2 separate regions of the Mus musculus genome follow, and region 1 is linked to region 2. Evidence: chromatin contacts called from public promoter capture Hi-C data. All regions are on one chromosome and are shown on one strand. Each heading gives the region's core, a stretch centred on a gene start, on an enhancer-like site or on the middle of the called end of the contact. The rest is flanking DNA. Distances are from core to core; before and after follow the strand shown. Region 1 overlaps Ncapg2 (non-SMC condensin II complex, subunit G2). Region 2 overlaps Esyt2 (extended synaptotagmin-like protein 2).

Region 1 (2,700 bases), core at 18-2,517, 130 kb after region 2:
CTACCTGTAATTCTAGTCCCAAGGAATCTTACAACCCTCATCGAGGCTCTGCAAGCACTACTTGCATGTTATGCTAGAAATTCGTGCAGCCAAAACACCCATACACATAAAATTAAAAATGAAGAGAAAAAAGGATCTTCAGCTCAGATTTTAATTAGGTCGATTGTTTTCTTTACTTGATTTGAAAGGATCTTTGTATACTTTTAGTACCACCTCCTTATATGTTTTACAAATATTTTCACCTAGTTGGTGGTTTATGCCTTTATTATTCTCTTGTTACATTAGTGTCCCCCAACCCCTACCCCTAGTTGACCTTAGGTCCATGTTGGAAAAACAGAGAATTTTAGTTTTATCAAAATCCAACTGTGAGTTTTGGTGTTGTATTTAGAAAATTATCTCCATACTGAAGTGTCAGAACATGGTTCAAGAGTGGAGTCATGTGAGGATTCTGAGTGCTTGTGAGAAAACTCCCAAGAAAACCAAGACAAGAGTCTTATGACCTCAGTTTCTTTAAGTTGTTCTTGTAATGTGTTTTTGTGCTTCTCCCAAGTGTAGCAGATAGGAGTGAGTTTACTTACTTACATTACTTATTATTGCTTGCTAGTGTTATTCAATTAAATGTTTAAACTCTCCTTTATGTGCCTCTGTGGGAAAACATGTTCTTGCCACATGTGGCTTGTCCTTGTAATTATATACAGCAATGGAATGTCACAGAACCTTGCACTTTGTAAATAGGTATGTGTAAGTCTGCAGTGGCACCCTGCAGTAATTTATGTAGGAGCTGTCCAACCATGTTACTTAAATTGGAGTGGACCCCTGAAAGACAGGGGAGAGACTGCCTCAATGTTCCTGTCACTGGGCTGGGTATTCAGGCAGTCCTCCCTTGACTGGGGGCAGAGAAGCGGTGGCCATAGTAGTTGAGTATGGTGGTGAAGGTGGATGATTGCTTTAATTTTTCTTGTTTCCTCATATACAGTAAATGGTCAGGACTGAATGCTGGGTAGGACGAGCCACATTGTGCTTCTGTGTGCTATGGAGCTAGTGAGAGTAGAGTTCAGAAAAGGGCAGTACTAAGAGAAGTACCCTCTGGCTGGACGCTGCCAGTGAGTGGGTGCTACTGAGCCTGTGCCTGGATGTGATCACCAGGGTCTCAGGGTATGGGCTCTGCGTTGGGTGCTGAGCCTGTTTACCTTTACGGCTGTGAAACTTGTGCTCTGTGTAGGGCACAGGCTGTTTTCAAATGTGTCTGCTGCAGACCATGTGTAAACTCTGCATTTGAGGGGAACTGAATCTGTGTCTTCTCTATTTCTTTCAGATTCCTATATGAGTCATCAATGAGAACTTTGGGAGAATTTCTGAATCCATGACAAAACCACCGTCAAAAACACTGGGTGTGTAGAAATAGAGAAAAGACTCATGAAAGTGAAAATGTGTGTCTTTTGTATATTGCTTTTTTTTTTTTCATCAGACTAAGCCCGGAGTCCTAAGGACCACACCCAGGTCTGACGGTGCCCAAAGATGGAGACCAGTACAACACTGGTGCTCTACTGTACCCTGTGCCTTTAACCAGCTTGCAGAGATGGAGAGTGATGAAAGTCATGTGAGAGAAAGACTGGCAAGCAGCTCACCACTCTCTCCAGAAGAGCTGGCAAAGCTTGTAGGAACTGTGGCATGGGCAGCTCTTACGTTCCTTGGCCTGTGACTTACCCATTATTTATTATTTGTTGTGAAATTCTCCTGGAACAGATTTCTCTTTGGCCTTTCAGCAGGGCTATCATTAGCCCACACAGGACCTTTCTTCAAAAGACAAAAAGAATCACTTCATCAAAATATTTTATTGCCCTCTGTTGAACAGTTGTAATATATACACTGATATGAAGTGTCTTGCTTACTCCATTGCACTTGGGCTCAGCTCAACTCTTACATCTGAGCTGTGACTTTTACATTTTAGCCTTACTCTAAGGGCAACAGCCTCCTTCTACAAAAGGCATTCTCAGTTCAGAGAAGATTTCTTGTTTGAGTGTTGCTGTGTACTATGCATAGTCAGGGACAGAGCAGGCATTAAGAAAAAAACAAAAACAAAACACAAAGGCCCAAAAGCCAACCAAAGTGGAAGTGAATTGAGGAAGGCCTGGACCAGGAGTGAGTTGCCACCTAGAAATGATTGTTGTTTCTCAAGCCACAGTGAAGTATTGCTCAGTGGATACACGTGCCCAGTTGCCTCTGTTTTCCCTCTGCAGGTCGATGGCAGAGGCATCGGCCTTTTCCTGTATTGACTATTGAAGAGTAAGCAAAGAACTCAAGAGTTAAAGGGTTGCCCTGGTCCTGTATAAATGATGGGTTAATGATACAAAAGAGAAAAAGGATCTTGTTTAAAAGTGACATAATATGCAGCCATACATAGGCAATAATGAGTTCATGTCCTTCGTTAAAAATGCTTAAAAATGATAGGAGGAACCATGGCACTAGCACCATGGTGGAAGAATCTGCTGGGCTGTAGGGCAATGCTAGAATTCTATAGCCTGTATTACCCCCTCAACATCCTTTCCCTAGCAAAGACTCTGGCAAGTAGGGTTGAGTAGCCTTAGAGAGCTCAGGTATGACTGACTACACTGGCGATGGAGGGTGGCCTCAGCAGGTGGGAAAGAGGAAAGGTACCAGATCAGGCTGAGGATTTGACATCACACAGGATTAGACAGT
Region 2 (2,700 bases), core at 11-2,510:
GTCGGGTGCTCTTACCCACTGAGCCATCTCACCAGCCGTGTTGTGCTTTTAAATGTAATTTTTATTGACCTTTTAATACTTGGCTAAGCATGATGTCAATTCATATTTTTAGATTGTATTTCTTTTCATTATTGTTGTAAATGCCTTGTGCTTGTTAAGCATTATTATTAGAATGAAAACAGGAAAGTAAAGCTATTTCTTACCCTTTCCTGAGTCCTGCAGCCAATGATTAGTGCTACCTTCAGTGCCTGCTTTTTTCTTCCTTTTTTTTTTTTTTAATGCTGAGACTTGAAGTCAGGGCTTTGTGCATGCTAGGTAGACAAGCTCTCTGCTGCACTCAAAACCTAAGCGCTCTCATTCTGGCCACATTTCTCCACTGCCTAACTGTGCATCCCAAGTTCCAACCACAGGGACTCACTGCCCTTGGAAGCAAAATAGTAACTGTGTCCTCCAGTTTTCTTTTTTTCCTTTTCTCCAGAATTCTATCTTAAGCCACTTTGTGTCACTTATTTCTGGAAAGATTCTGTCTTCCAGGACAAGTACCCACTGTAGTTTTGGAAGTTGTACAGCAGAGGCCATAAGTACTAAAGTGAAGGGCACATCTCTTCCCAGAGTCCAGGGGGTGTAGATGAGCTGCTTCTTTGGCGGGATACTGCTTATGAAACTTGGCAGGTTTCCTGGGGAGGCGCTACTAACATCATGTGTAATTTAAATGTGTCATTTGGCTCAGAAGACCCACTGAAAATTGTTACTTGGTTTTAAAAAGACAGTATGCCTAGGCCAGACCAAGTGCAGCGTGGGCAGTGCTTTGTGCAGAAGATTGCACAGCTGCCTTCAGCAGTATCGTCTTCTCTTTCCTACTTTCATGTGTTCAAGTAGATAGTGTACATTACACTTCCAAATGTTTTCAAGGAATACATTAACTTTTACTTTATTAAAATTTTGAGAAATAAATCTATAAAAGATTTAAAATACATCTTTTTTTTCCTCCTACCAGTTTTTTTTTTCCAGAAAGCAGTTTATGTAAAAACTGACTCCATTAGTGCATATTTAAAATGTTCTTTAATAAGTTGCTAAAAACTTTATTTGTCTTTGGAAATATTCTTAACATAAAAATCCTATCCCTTACAAAAACGAAATCAAGACCTCAAGTCTTCCTCAGGACTTAACTGTGCTCTTTCATAGTTTTGTTCTTCCTCAGATGAAGGCACTTGTAAAATAAGTTGCAGCATTAGCTCACAACTGCTGTTGCAATGCCTAGAAGAAAGGGATGAAGTTGAAATGTTCAGCCAGCCTTTTCCTTATATGGTGAACAAAGCTACTGAGCATGCTTTAGAGGGAAGGGAATTTTCTTCAGTTACTTTCAGCTGGAAAATATGAGAACTTATTGCTGTTAGCTGCCAAATAATTCTTCCTGAGTCTGGTGAAAAATACAACCAGAAGGGCTTTTTAGTTTTACTGGTTTTTTTTGTTTTTTGTTTTTTCTGCCCAGATGATTCAGAAACAAGTGCCAGAGACTTGTATTAAACAGTTTCTTGTTTTCTGCCTTCTAGTTTGTTTAATTAGTTTTGATAATGTGATACTTGTGGAGTGACCCTTGAAAATTCTTGACATGATGAAGTTTGAAGCCAAGTGAACAGTCCCAAGTGGAGTATTGGAGGTAGGGTTTGGAGACAGGGAGCACTGCAGTGTGGGGTCTCGGCGACAGCTTTGCACTGCCTGGTTTCTCCTTGTCTTTCTGTGCCATTTCTCTAAGTCCCAGTCTCCTGTCTGTGACAGAGAGTGACACTATACCGTAACTCACAATTGAATGTCTGTGCTCTTAAAAGCACATAGCAAACCTTTACTTTTTTTTTCTTTTTAAAAGATTTTTATTTATTTATTTTTTATATATATGACAAGTACACTGTAGCTGTCTTCAGACACACCAGAAGAGGGCATCAGACCCCATTACAGATGGTTGTGAGCCACCATGTAGTTGCTGGGAATTGAACTCATGACCTCTGAAAGAGCAGTTAATGCTCTTAACCGGTGAGCCATCTCTCCAGCCCCTCTTCAGGAACTTTTGTTCACAAGGTGTTTTCAGAGTCTTCAGTTAACCCCAAAAGAACAAGTTATAAAAGCAGGTCTTTTCCAGAAGTCCTCCACAGAGCAACTGAGGCTTGCTCCATGTGGTTTTCTTTGGAGACGGATTTCAGCCAAGTGAAGGGGATTTCTTTGTCAAGTAGAACTATCTTCCTTTTAGAGTTATAATAAGAATTTGAACCTTACTGGGCTAGAATCCCAGAACTTAACGTATTTTAAGTAAAGGCAGTGAAGGAGAGGAATTTCTTAAATGTAGAAATTATGTTTATTGTACAGTTGACTCTCAGAACCAGTTAGAACCAGGAGTTTGAATTTTTTTGCAACTAGAGGAAGACAGTGCACTGTAATGGCTAACTGACTTTTGGAGCCAGTGGAAAGGCAGTGTAGTGTGACAGATTGAGTGACCATAGCTTTTGCTTCCTTCTCTCCCTCCAAGAAGAGCCTTAGTTTTCCAGACCATATCTGTGATCTGTGTGTTCCCCTCTCTCTCCCCCTCCCCCGTCTGGATAGACCAAGTCTGGGATTGAGAGAGTTGTAGTACAGAGGCTCATTCTACCATTCTTGCAGACAAGTCTGCAGACAGACCTATAGATTCAAACCACACCTTAAGTAGTC

The links. Capture Hi-C pulls out chosen DNA fragments and counts their contacts.
Region 1: a promoter capture Hi-C map of adipose tissue shows a contact between it and region 2. The contact joins two enhancer-like sites. A contact is called at or near these places in 1 of 15 datasets of contacts at CTCF or cohesin (the NIH/3T3 cell line), 2 of 484 Hi-C or Micro-C datasets (nephron progenitors and stem cell-derived motor neurons) and 3 of 9 other capture datasets (adipose tissue, liver and pancreatic islet).

What each region holds. Positions count from the first base shown.
Region 1 is chr12:116,459,249-116,461,948 of GRCm38.p6, forward strand. It overlaps Ncapg2 (non-SMC condensin II complex, subunit G2), which reads left to right. Exons shown (of 29, transcript NM_133762.4): 29 at 1,316-2,700. The coding sequence ends at 1,367. Among named protein-coding and RNA genes, the nearest start is that of Gm25112, 16 kb to the right of the region's middle. Within about 2 kb of position 1,268, at least 29 of the 459 cell types and tissues checked have an H3K27ac peak or open chromatin away from gene starts, as enhancers often do. A contact at or near this core is called in adipose tissue, where this site is marked.
Region 2 is chr12:116,325,026-116,327,725 of GRCm38.p6, forward strand. All of the region lies in intron 6 of Esyt2 (extended synaptotagmin-like protein 2), which reads left to right. Among named protein-coding and RNA genes, the nearest start is that of Esyt2, 45 kb to the left of the region's middle. Within about 2 kb of position 1,261, at least 65 of the 459 cell types and tissues checked have an H3K27ac peak or open chromatin away from gene starts, as enhancers often do. A contact at or near this core is called in adipose tissue, where this site is marked.